Regions from separate parts of the Triticum aestivum genome. Here all the other regions are linked to region 3. Evidence: chromatin contacts called from public Hi-C data. All regions are on one chromosome and are shown on one strand. Each heading gives the region's core, a stretch centred on a gene start, on an enhancer-like site or on the middle of the called end of the contact. The rest is flanking DNA. Distances are from core to core; before and after follow the strand shown. Region 1 holds the start of LOC123169285 (ELMO domain-containing protein A). Region 2 holds the start of LOC123165772 (lysine histidine transporter 1). Region 3 holds the start of LOC123166203 (lysine histidine transporter 2).

Region 1 (4,422 bases), core at 1,650-4,149, 380 kb after region 3:
CACATGTGCAGTTAGCTAGTATTATAAATATATCAGTTAGGATGGTCTTAAAAATTAGAAGTGTGGATTAAAATAGTCAAGACTTCTACATTTAGTAGTAGATATAGTTACCTGATGATCTCGCCTTGAGTGATCAAAATAAACCTTCATGCGGTGCCTCAACCTCTGAAGCCTTTGTTCCTGTAAATGGCCGGCCAAAAACAGTTAGCTAGTTTGTGTCTTATACAGCTAAATAGTTCTCTATAGTTCTCTGAATTGGGCCATTCAAGTTAACACATTCGAAGATAAAAATCTTATGAAGAGAACTATGACTTGTCCACTTAAATTGTCATGTCTATCCCGCAGAGTTTGATTGTGCATGGAAGGTCACAGACTAGGCTACCTAAAACTCGTTGCACATGGGGAGAGGCTAAAGACACAAAATCAAGGTTAGCTATCAAGGCTAAAGACACGTTGATGAACATGTTGTGGTATTTGCTATCTTAAATACTGGTAAATTCAACGATCAGTGGATTTCTTGACCCCAAAAGCAAAAAACTGTTAACAAATCTTTGCAACGTTCTGATATAACAAACCTGCACCGGTGTAAGGTTCACGCATATTCGCTCATATGCCCCTTTCCTTTTGATGCATACACAAGAGAGACTTTTCCCTATCCATCTTGGTGATCCACATGACGCCTCATCTGCACAAGAACAGGCACATTCCATTAATAAACACTCAACATCAAACTATCGAAATAAAGAATTTTTATAATACTCCCTCCGTCCCAAAATAAGTGTCGTGGTAACTAAAACCATGACACTTATTTTGGGACGGAGGGAGTACTTAGAAATAATTTTCATAATAACCAATGCAAAATGACTAATAAATACATACTTCGTAATTGTCATGTGCATGCTGGAGCAACACAAAAACAAAGTTAGCTATCAAGGCAAAAGACACGCTGACGAACCTTTGTGGTCTATTCTATCTTAAATACTGCTACCTCTGTAAAGTAATATAAGACCTTTTATTACTCCCTCCGTTTGTTTTTATAAGACGTTTCAGACAGCTTGCTTTGTACTATTTTGAACAGTGTCTGAATGTCTAAAACGTCTTATATAAGTGAACAGAGATAGTACTTTACAGAGGGAGTATATTTTTTGCAGGGAATCTTAAATACTAGCTTGTGTTTCTTATAAGCTAATGTATCCATTATGATAAGATCAGACAAGGAAAATATTTTTGTAGTCTACCTAACTTATACTGCCCCTCACATTGTGCTACATGTTTATAATCTGAGATACACCCCAACACCAAGACCCCCTATAATTTCTCACCAAACGCTCTCTGATTGATCGAGAAACTGTGGAATGGGCAATCAAGGTTGAGATTTCCTACCAAATCAGCCGCGCACCACGATTACTTTATGTGTGAACCTGACTGAAACTAAGCATCCCAAAAGCGCAAGCAACTGTTAGCATACCATACTGTTCAAGTAATGGACAAACATTTTTTGTGGATGTGCAATCACAATTGATTGATGTGGTCAAGTCATATGTAATCTTAGAACCAAAGAGCCGCAACAAGGGGGCATATGTACCGAATTAGCATGAAAAGAGTGGAGAGGAGCATACAAAGTAAGTCTGACGGCTTTAAAGTTCCTACAAAAACTAATACGCTAGGTGTTGTCACGAGACTATAACAGGTAATAACTTTTATAGAAGTAGGTAATTAATTAATCTAGCATTGCAAGATTTCATTGAAGAAATCAGATCTTTCGCCTAAAAACATTTGGTCAACAAACTGCTAACGCCAAGACGGAGATCGCGAGAACAATGAATGTGAAAAAAAAAACACTGCAATAATTTCTTCATTGGTGTGGACGATGCAATGACAGAGACATAAGATTGGAAGCTCAGTACACCTTCCCGCAAAAAAAAAAGGGAAGCTGAGTACACCGTGAGTGGGGAGGATAAGAAGTTAAGAACCATGATTGAGCGACGACATTCTCCCAAATGCGCAAGCGAGTAGCAGTTCTTTCAGTACGATTTCTCTAGGGACCTGCAATGCTGACTTTTGCTGCGCGTACTGAACATAAAAGATTGAGGCGACATCGATTGGCATGCACATCACAGTGACATGACAAAAATATAAACACACATCAATGCTTATCAAGACGTTGAAAATGGTAGACGGGACAAGGTACCATAGAAACTGTGATGCAGGATTACACCACCGGCAGAGTGAGAGAAAGGTAAGAACACACACATCTAACAACAGAGGAAAGAAACTAGCATCAGCGATTCAGTAGCAGCAACCACAGCGCAATATTCGAAAAAGCGAGGAATAGTCCTTGTTTCAGGAACAAGAAGAAATGGCAGAAGAGGTTCCTATATAATGCAAAAAAGAACAGCTAAAACTACACGCAGACGCAGGCACCAAACATTGCAAACAGGCAAAATTAAATAAATAAGCAAATGAGTGAAGGAAGGAAATGAATCTTACCGGGAGATCCAGCTGCCTGAGAGGAGCCACCGGAGCATCGCGCCACCGGCCCGGGCGGCATGAACGTCCTGACAGACAAGCATCCGCCGTGGCGGTGCTGCGTCTCCGCTGCCGCCGGCGTTGTGGCCGCCTCCATTCTCCTCTCCTGACCAGCAGACTATTGATCTCGCAAGCCAAGCACGACTGCAACGTGTCGCCGACTTGCTGCTGCTGGTTCTTTCTTGCAGCAGACGCGGCGGCGGCGGCGGCGGCGTTGTCGCTGAGAAGGGAGGGGAGACGGGCGATGTATGCACAGAGGGAACTTGGGAAAGAGAAATAATGAGAGAGCGGGGCGACGGACGCAGGCGGGCGGCACAGGGAGCGGCGGGCGTCGTGTAGCTGGCCGTTCCGCGGAGGAGCACGTCGCCTTGTGCCTTGTCGCCATCTAAACGGACGCAGACTGCAGCGCCACGATTTAAATAGATGCAAATACACAGGCGATGCTCAACTTATCCTATAGCCACTTTGCCACAACTTGTAAATTACACCTTCATTTTATTTAACACAGTACAAACACATATGCTCATACATACACACATAAACTCACGCTAGAACACCTTCAAAATACTAAGAGGAGACATCATCTTGAGATTGACGAAATCATCACAAACGCCTTCATGGTCAACAGGAACATCTTCTCCTACTGAACACACATTAGCGGAAGGCCTGAAATAAATTCATAAAAATACAACAACATAAGAAACCTAACCATCTGAGTGACCCTTAGTTCATTTATAAAATACACCTTCGGTGTCAATACTTGAGTTGAGGTGTAAATAGGTGTTTTTCTCTGCATGCACGTGTTAAGAAATTTTGAGCCTACGAGGGGCGAAGCCAGAATTTAGGCATCTAGGGATGAAGTGACGAAAGAAACTGGGCATAACAAATATATTGTAGTCCCAAGCCTTGCATCTCCAACCGTCTACACATTTGTGTTTATAATCATCTAGATCAAGAGGGCTCATTTGTTTGAATAGAATTGGTGTTATTTTTTCCATTAGCTGCTTGACGGCCCTGTTAGAAATTTAGAACTATCATGTTAAGCTTAACCAAGTTTACTCTCGAATGGATGCATTGTTTTCTTATGCATAACCACTGCCAGAGTATTTTTGACAGATCCCTCAATGGGGTATTACGGCTAAGCGAGTAGATCGGAGGGGAAGCAGGAGAGGGTTTATCCAGGTTCAAGCCCTCATGATAGAGATAAAATCCTACTTCATGCTCGTGTTTATTGAACAAGGTCATTGCTTGTGCATTGCTACGGGAGCCAAATAATTTTTAGCGCAGCAATAGTACATGAAAAATACATGATTATCTAATATCATCTGACAATCAATCTAATTTTACAAACATGTTATTTTTTAGCCACAATAAAATACATAAGCAACAATTTTATGTCACATTGTCAAAAAAAAGTATGAACAAAGCACAGTAAACATCATAATAACCAAGTTCTTCAGAGATGCGTGCAGTCCCGTAGAAGGGGTTCAGCTGTCATGGACTTTCTTTCTTAGCGAGTAGTCCGCATGAGGTTTATATGTATCCGTTTTCAACTGGTTTTCTGTTAACTAACTGGGCAATTCTCTTCTTCTTAATTAATCGACGAGGCAAATTTGTTACCTCCGTTTCAAAAAATAACCAAGTTCAAACTAAAGGAAAAGGAGTTGGCTATACAATTAATATGGAGGACAATGTCAAAAGCTAACATTCTATCGAGGGATGCAAAGTACTCTCTCTGTTTCTTTTTAGTCTACATATAAGATTTGGGCCATCTTTCTAAAAAAATATCAACATTTACAATACTAAAGCTATACGGTATGAAAATCAATTTGATGATGCATCTAACAATATTGATTTCATATTGTGAATCTTTGATAATTTTTTCTATAAACT
Region 2 (4,670 bases), core at 597-3,096, 480 kb after region 3:
GTGCCAGTTGTTACTATATCCTAGTTATATTACTCCTGACACATCTAATCTATAATTAACATATTGTCGTTGGAGAACGTGACGCTAATCTGCTGGATTACTATGTGTCTAATTCATCTGGCTTGACCCCTTGTTAGCTGTGATGCAACCTCATGGCAGCAGCTGGCAAAATGCCAACGGCTATTCCAATGTATAGCAGTGTGATACTAGTAGTATAACAGAATATACTAAACCTACTTGTAAGCGATGCTTTTGTCTACTCGTCTAGCATTTTCATTAATATTAAATTGGTTGCATACATCCCAGGATACAGGGACGGATGTTTTACCATCCTTCTTGAAAAATATATTTATATTTGTATTTTTGAAATAAGGTGAAAAAGGCAATTCGTTATTGTGTAACCATGTGTACAAAGGTGGCTGTGGCTTCCGGAACTTCTGAAATAATTATGTTATGTCGGAATATGAAAATTCTGCTGGGAGAAATATCCGTTCTCTCGGTGGGTGTGGGGTTTCCCACAAAATTCCTATGAAAATTATACACCCTCTGCTCCTAAATATTATAAACTGCAAAAACGTCTTAAATTTCGAAACAGGGGAAGTCCTATCCTGACTGAGCATGTACAGTAATATTCTCTCAGTAAAAAAAAATTGCGATGGCTCTCAGTAAAATTTCACGGTGGTAATAAACAGGTAGGGGCCCTTGATGCGTCATTTGAGGTTCCAAGGATCATCAAGTGCAAATTGCGGCATGAAAATTCTTGCAAACTACAAATTGTGGAGTATTCTTCCTGGTTTCGGACGCTAAGGCGAAACATAGGACAAAGTACTCAAAAGTACAGGCGATCGTTCATACTTCATAGTCAAGAGAAGGTGAGCGGGCCATGCGAGAGAGACAACGAGAGACTTTTTCATTCTTATTTTTGCTTCATGTGATTTCTGAATCGAAATTTGTTCTAAGCGAGTCAAAATTACAGCGCAAGGGCACTCCAGTGGGCCAGAACTAATTTTCAGAGAACGGAAGAGAGAGAGAGAGAAGGCAGAATTGGGCAGTTAATGCAAAGCATCGCAAATCACACCGATCCTATGACGGGCATGATTCATAGATACTTTAATTGCTGCATCTTCTAGAGAGAGCGAGAAAAGGGGAGCCGAAGCAAAAAGTAGTAGGGAGAAATCAAGGGTGTGAAGGTGCGAGGAGGGCTTTGTTTTCACGTGCGGAAGACGAACTGGTAGGGTACCGGTGTAGCTACGAACTGGCTCGGCGGGGCCAAGCCATCCATCCGGTTGGGTTTTTGGCTGGTCGGTGTGCCACTAGCTGCCGGCGAGGAGACGGAAGGGAATCATCCCCCATGGAAACGCATCCAAGAAGCCGCTTTTTGCCTCCGCCTTTTCGTCCGGGTTTGTCCATTTCACGTCATGTCCACCTCTGAAGCTAGCTCCATGCTTCTCGCACCAACTCAGATTCTTGATTCTCTCTAAAACTTTTACTGGGTATCTATCTAAAACTTTTACTGGGTAGTATCTTTCTTTTGGTTGATTAACAGGATGATTTGCGACTGTAATTTTCTTAACAGCGAGATGGGGAGAGGAGAGGGAGAGAGAGATTGATTGCTTAGCAGGAGCACGTACCTTGGCCGGCGGTTCGAAGTTCTCCGCTGCCTGCGTCCCCATGTTCTGCCGGCCGGCCTTGCCTTGAGCAATGGAGAGTAAAGAGAGGGAGATGTGCGAGAGGAGGATGTGCAGAGAGAGAGAGCGAAAGAGAGAGATATAAAGAGGCGTTGGACTGGTCTCTTCTTTATAGAGCAGAGCAGAGAGGCGCGCGGGCGCAGATATCGCGCCTGGTTGACCATTGACTCCAGCGCGGCAGCAGCAACTCTGCCAAGATCCCCCTGGCCCAGCAATCGGGGCCCTCTGTGCGGCTGGCTGCGCCGTCAGATCTGGCTTCTACGGCCCACACGAGTCAGGCTCCGCTCGGCAGGTTTTACTTCTTGTTTTTTCGTCACGCAGACAAATAAGCTTGAGGAAAATGGCACATGAAAACCAAGGAACAGGGGCTTTGGGAAAGATGGGGGCTCGTAACATGAAGCGGCAGACCGCTAGGGATGCTCCAAGGTCCATCAAAACACGACAGATACTCCTCTCCTTGTTTTTTGACGATCCAAAATACTCCTCCTCCTCGTGATGTCCAAGCCCAGCGCAGTTCGTGTAACTCACGTTCGACGGCTCCCCATTTGGCGCAGCGTGTAAGTTTACAAAAAAGAAACATATCGGAAAGACCTGATTCGTCTACATTTTCTTTTCACCTCCATCGGTGCATCTGGCGCCATTTGGACTGCGTGAGCACACACAAATGTGTGTGTAGACACAGCTGTGGCTGGCTAGCAGGGGAGTTCGATGGCCAGCTGTACGCGTATGTAGGCGCGGGATTTAAACAAAACAATTCTATCGAGCTGTGCTGTTGAGGGAGACGTGCCCATGAAATGCACGGCCAGGGCCGGCTTCCTTTTTTTTCTTTTCCTTTTACTACTCCTAGAAAACGATTTATTTGAGCGGGTGCCCGTGGACGCTTGGTTTTTTCTTTTTGAAACTGTGGACGCTTGGTTAAATCCATCACGCGTACTTGGTGTCCCTAACGATGAGACAAGGGGGACCAAACATGTATACATTGGGGTTTGTCCTTCTCCATGGGAGCGCTAGCTATGACAGGCAGCACGGTGCAAGAATCATATTCCCGCTATTTTTTATTCGAGAGTACCCAAATTGAGTACCTTAGCTTTATAGAAAGAGAGAAGAACAAACATATAACGATATCTACCACTCGCTGCGAACAACGAGCGTAGCAACATTACAGACAACACACACGCACACACACAGGTACGACGCCAATGAGCCTACCCAAAACCACGAACCTCGCCGCGTCTCGACCAACACCGGTCATCTCCGAAGAACAGCAACTCCAGCTTCCTTGGATAAACCAGCGACGACCGTACATAGCGCCTGAGAGGAGCGATCCGGGCAGTCGCGAACATCGGAGGAGCGCAACAAAGGGCCTCTCGTCTCCCAGCACAATGCTCTCAACAGAGGAACGACGTCAAAGACACCGCCATCATGCCAATCCTGCGAATCAAGGCTTTCGCCCCGGAGACAATTGCCGCCACCGGGCAACGAAACAAATGGCAACACACACGGCGACGCTTCCAGGAAGGGAAATGACATCCACGGATGCCATCGACGCCGGTCCGACCAAAGGCGAACATGATTTTCATTCGTAGCGCTGCACATCTCCACGCCGCCAAGATCATGGCCAACCCTGACCGAAGCCTTGCACCGCCGTCACTGTAGCAGCATGCAATCGAAGCCACACCAACGAGAACCACTCCAACCTCACTGCCGAGGGAGGACGCCTCAAGCCACCGCCTGCAACACAAACGAAGAACCGCAGCATCCGCCGAGCAGTGCAAGGACCAGAACCACCACGACGGCCTTCGCCCGCACCAGGGGACTGCCAACCGATCCGGTCTGACCCGCACCTCGAACCACTCTCCGGCACCAACTCCGTCAAGGCCTCACCGCGCGCCTCACACGGCTGCAGCCGAGCGCCCGCTGCCCGCCAGGACCCTTCCTAGTAGGGCCTCGCAGCGCCGCCGCCTCCATGGTTGCGCTCACGCCGCCGCCACGAACGGTGCCGGTGCACCACCAACTCCCACCAGCCTGCTGCACCCTACGCCAGGCTCCAGACGACCGCCGCCAGCACACACCCCGCTGCGAGCCCCGTCGCCGCGTCGCTGCTTCACATGCAACTCCACTGGACGTTGCCACTGCCCACTACCACCACCGCCGAATAGGGCTGCCACCGGGAGCCTGGACGCGCCGCGCCGCCAGGTGCTCCGCCGAACGAGATCCCATCTGAGGTAGGGAGGAGAAGTCGCGCCGCCCGACACCGCTGTCACCCAAGTAGCAACACCGGACGAAGCTGAAGCCCACCACCACCTCCGCTGAACAGGGCTACCACCAGAGCCTAGGCGCGCCGCGCCGCCGAAAGCTCCGCGGATGAGATCCCGTCAGGGGGAAGTGAGGGGGAGCCGCCGCCGACCACCGGTGCCGCTGCGCGACAACATGCGCCAGATCTGGGCCGCCCGAACACCTAGCGCGCATGCCCGACACCTCCTTGCACAGCCAGGCCGCGCCATAGCGCGCCCACCAGACACAGTCACCCCGCTCACCGCGCGCCCTCCAGGCGCCAGATCCACGCATGTCCACACCGCGACCTGCGCGCCCGAGCCAACCAGCGCCGCGACGCCGAGGGAGATCATTCCTGCTTTTTTGTCTCGTGAAATCCGGCACAATTACTTGCTACATATGCATTGCTCCGAGGGAGCAGATTCCACTCTGCAATTCACTCGGAAATTTCACTGTGGGTGTGCTTGAGAGTGCACCTACAGCAAGCGGACGTCCTCCCGTTATCAAACTTATTACTCGAGGTCACTTTCTGTCCTCTCCTGTGAATTTAGCCTCTAGTCTAGTAAAGTGTTTGTTGTTATCGACCGCTGTGGCCTCTACGATGACTTCCCGCCCTTCCCCTTTGTTGTTGTAGCACTCTGGTTGGAGGCCACGTGTCAAAAGCCACACGTTTGTGATTTACATGCTTTACATATCATGTTTTGCTAA
Region 3 (4,423 bases), core at 1,356-3,855:
GTAAGTGAGCTTGATGTCCTTGCACTTGCCGTCACAGATCACGTCGTGGAACTTCTTGAGCGAGTTGCCGCCGGTAACCATGTACACAATGTTCAGGCTGACCTCAACGACAAGCTGCTGTGGCACCACGATCCAGAGGCCGAGCTTATCACCGAAGGCGTGCTGCCCGAGCTCATGGTACCGGTCGAAACGCTTCCCAGGGACCATCTCATGCATCTCCACCATCTGCCACAACGTGTACACCGTGATGATCCACGACAAGGTCATCACCGCGATGCCAGGACCCCTGCACGAAAACAAAAACATCAGCGAACCCTAAATGATTTGAACCATGTCATTGCAAGTTTGTAGCTTTGAAAACTGCCCCGCTGTGAGTATGACACTGGGACCCACATGCCATTCAGATTGCCAATCACAGCTTCAGAAGCAGAAAGAGCATATGGCTCCAATGTATGGATGTCAAGGCGGTAGCAGTACATACCAACCAAGTTCAGACATGGCGTAGGGGAGGCTGAGCACTCCAGCGCCAACCATGGCGGTGACATTGTGGAAGGCCGAGTACCACCACTTTGCTTTCCTCGACGACGTGATAGGAAGCCAGTCATCGATCGCCTTCTCCCGTGCAGTCCTCTCATCCTGTGGGTTTTCAGTATTTTTGTTAGCTATAGATATCATGATCACATAACAGGAGTTTTTTTCTTTCAAATTTATAATATCACACAATAAGAGCTAGTGTGCCAAAATTATTTGGGACTTATCAACAACAATTAATTTCTAACCTCCTGGCATTTCTTTCATTTTTGATGTCATCTAGTAAACTTAAGAGACGGATAATTGGCAACTTTGAATTTTCAGAGGTTGAGTGATTCCTTTTCTAACGGGCAGTTGACTTGTCACATGGCCAAGTAGTCGCGCTCGCCAAAGACAAATACATCATCAGATGCTTATCAATCAATGCCACCTCACAGTAAACATGTTTGATTTTTCTATCAAGCACGTTCACCTAACAATGTTGCATGATACTGCTAGTCTCAAAATACTACAGTATGTTTGCAAATCTGGAATACGGAAGTTCATTTTATAAAGCATCCATTTTCACAATCTCTAGTGAAAATCCACCATCGGCATGATATTACCAGAATCTCATTCTGAGTTGATTATTTTTTCAACAGGGCTAAGCGCCTTTCCATTAATTTCTTAATCCAAATAAGAAGTTCTTGCAAGAGACGTGACATTTTGCATTCTATATATAGAATAATCAATCGGATGGTAGCAATTAACACCGAGATATGGATATGCAACTATATTAAAATGGTAAGTAGTCCACCGCAAAAATAATAGTAAAAAGGAAACTAGTTAATGGAGAGTTTAAAGAGTGTGATTTTTTTTTCTGTATAGCCAAGTGTGAGCTATTTCTGGCCTTGGAAAGAAAAACAAGGCTGGACTGAAAGTACAAATGAAGACCTTTCATACTCGTTAGTCCAAGTACAAGGTGGACCATGCGACAGAAGCAGCAAAAAGATTGGAGACTATCTTATTTCTTTCAATATATTTTTCTGAAAAGAATATGTGGAACATACTCCTACGTACTCTTTTCCATATATATATATATATATATATATATATATATATTTGAAACAAGAAACACAACGTAATTATAGAGGTATATATATAATGTAAAAACAGACTGGATGATGATAATTGTAAATTAAAAGAACAGCTGGAAAGACAGCGAGGGAACACTGTTTCGACTGGATGATTAATTTAAAGGAAAAAGGTAAAAATTCCGCAGTTAAGGCAAAGCATCCGGACTCACACCGATCATATGAAGCTGATACTTAAGTACACACGTTCTTTTCTCTTCTTGATCTTTTGTAGGAAAAGAAACCAAAAGGTACTAGTCCAAAAGCACCAAGAAGATGAGATTGGATATTAGACACCACCACAGTTTCACACGGGTTCTTCCCCCCAAGAAAAGGATTTCACATGAAGAAGATGAACCGGTGCTACATGCCGGGAGAAGAGAATCCTCCACGCAAAAAGAAAGAAAACAGCGTTTTCCTTTTGTCCTTTTTGCGCCTGTCGATTTCGCTCCCCGCTTTTCGGAACTCGAAAACCCCCAACCTTTTGTTTTGCGCTCTTTCACACCTCTCTCTTTCTCTCTCCCACTCAAGAAACCAGATACAAGAAACAGAGTTTGAACAAGATGGATGGATTGTTTCGTTCGTGGATGCAGAGACATAACATTGCGAACTAAAACAGATCATAACAAACAGACGCAGCGCAGAGAGAGAGAGAGAGAGAGAGAGAGAGAGAGAGAGATTTGACCTTGGGCGGCGTGTAGTCCGGCGAGGCCTGCGTCCCCATGGCGCCTGGCTTCCCTTCCGGCGGCTCGGAGCTTCCCTTCACCAATGGCCGGAGTCACACAAAGGAGAAGGTGGAGAGAAAGAAGGAGATGGAGATTGAGATGCAGCTCGCAGCCAGGTATGGAGGAGGCCGAGTCGTGGTGGTTTTTATAGAGGGAGATTCAGGCGGGGGCGCCGTATGCACTGTGAGCGATCGAGGAGCACGTATCCCGCTGGGTTAGTTATGAGTTTGTTTTCCTTCTTCTGTAGCCTGGCCTAGAGAAAAACAACAACTGGAATATCGTTGGGTGGACCGTTGACTCCACCGATGCAGCGGATCCGGTGTTCCAGCGGCACATCCCGGGGAGTTTGTTGTGGCACCCGCGTCCGTGTGTCGTTCCTTCCTCTGCGAAGCGGGCGGGACGCTGCTCGTCCGATCCTGACTCTCTCGACGGCTGCGATGAGGCCACGTCGCGGGGCTGGCGCCACTCCGGGTCGCAGAACGTGATGTACGGACTATTCAATTCTCTTTCCAAGCCTGTGCACGTGAAATTTCTTTTTCTTACTCAAGTGGACACGATTCTTTCTATCGTAATTTAGATCCCGTCGCGGCGTAAATGTACCTCTGCGCTTGGCCGTGTTGACAGCCACACCAAGTTGAAGGCTTGCCAAATTTATGTACTCCTATGTACCCATGTTCACGTGCCAAATGGGTCGAAAAGGAAAGAGAAAAATTCACTACATGTCCTCATACTCGTCGCGTCGGCCGCATTTGTCCTCGTACTTACAAATACCCAAAATACAGTCCTACAATTTGTCCCAGGTGGTCATCTACGGTCCAAAATACGTTTTCCTCTACGTACGTGCTGATTTGGCGGTTGACTGGCACGTCCACGCGGGCTTTGACCGCCAGCTCACCACCAGACGCCCTGGTCCGATCGATTCCGGGGAATGCGGGTTTTTTTTTTGCAAAATCGTCGAATTTACGTTCGTCCCCCTGCCTGGTCGGACCGCGCCTCACCTGGCCGTTACACCTGGTCGGACCGACCGCACTGCACCGCACCTCTCCACACCCACCACACCTCTCCCCTCTCCTCTCCCGTCTCGAACCCTAGTCGCCGTCTCCGCCGCCGACGCCGCAGCCACCACCGCCTGGATCTACTGCCACCTCTCGTCGACGACATGTCATCTGCGGGATCCTCCCGCTCCGGTCTGCGCTCTGGTCTGTTGAGGTGCCATTGGTCGGATGCCCCGATTGTGGCGAACCTGTCAAGTGCTACCGCTCTAGCACCGATGAGCACGATGGCTGGGTTTTCTACAAGTGCACCCACGACAATGTAAGCTTCAGTCTTTTTCTGTTCGATTCATGAATCTGCCATGTTCAGTAGCCATGATGTGCTTAGAAGTCTTGAATGTGCTCAATAGCCATGATGGGTTAACTAGCTGTGATATATGTTCAGTAGCCATGATGTGCTTAGAAGTCTTGAATGTGCTCAGTAGCCATGAATCTGCCCTGGTTACTTAGTTTACTGCAAAAGTTCAGTTATTAAGTTAACTGAACATTTTTTCATGTTAACTGAACTTTTTCAGTCATTTTCACACATTGCATTGCTTTGGTTGTAGGCCACCTGTGATTTCTGGCGCTGGGAGATGGAATATGTGCAGCATCTGGTTCAAACTAGGTTCTTGTTGGTAATGCTGCTGTAGATGCAATTGGTGTAGCTGAGGACAGGAGGGAAGAGCTTGAGAGGAAGAGGACTGAGTGGATGGCAGGAAGAAACTTAGCTGGAAGGGCCTTGGCTGGAAGAGGCATTGCACGCAGGGTGAATTTTGACAGCCCTAGTGAGAAAAACCTTGCTACCAAGTAGCAAGTTGCTATGCTTCTTGGATTAGGTAGAGAGATACTGCTAGTGCTAAAGCTTCTTATGGCTAGTGTTGTGGTGCTTTGTGTGATGTCTTTCATCTTCATTATGAAGAAGTGAGATGTTGATAAATTAGTAGGTGGCTCTGCTGAATATATATCTATGGTTGTAATGGATATGATGTTATTTTGGCTGTATGGTTGTAATGGATATGTA

What was found. A called contact is a pair of places that touch in the nucleus more often than the background predicts.
Region 1: a Hi-C map of leaf shows a contact between it and region 3, with 3 times the contacts expected there. The contact joins the promoter of LOC123169285 here to the promoter of LOC123166203 in region 3. A contact is called at or near these places in 3 of 5 Hi-C or Micro-C datasets (all in leaf).
Region 2: a Hi-C map of leaf shows a contact between it and region 3, with 6 times the contacts expected there. The contact joins the promoter of LOC123165772 here to the promoter of LOC123166203 in region 3. A contact is called at or near these places in 3 of 5 Hi-C or Micro-C datasets (all in leaf).

What each region holds. Positions count from the first base shown.
Region 1 is chr7D:394,675,950-394,680,371 of IWGSC CS RefSeq v2.1, forward strand. It overlaps LOC123169285 (ELMO domain-containing protein A), which reads right to left and starts at 2,900. Exons shown (of 9, transcript XM_044587124.1): 1 at 2,491-2,900; 2 at 576-685; 3 at 112-180. The coding sequence starts at 2,626.
Region 2 is chr7D:394,780,843-394,785,512 of IWGSC CS RefSeq v2.1, forward strand. It overlaps LOC123165772 (lysine histidine transporter 1), which reads right to left and starts at 1,847. Exons shown (of 6, transcript XM_044583499.1): 1 at 1,632-1,847. The coding sequence starts at 1,673.
Region 3 is chr7D:394,300,765-394,305,187 of IWGSC CS RefSeq v2.1, forward strand. It overlaps LOC123166203 (lysine histidine transporter 2), which reads right to left and starts at 2,606. Exons shown (of 8, transcript XM_044583969.1): 1 at 2,329-2,606; 2 at 482-636; 3 at 1-286. The coding sequence starts at 2,367.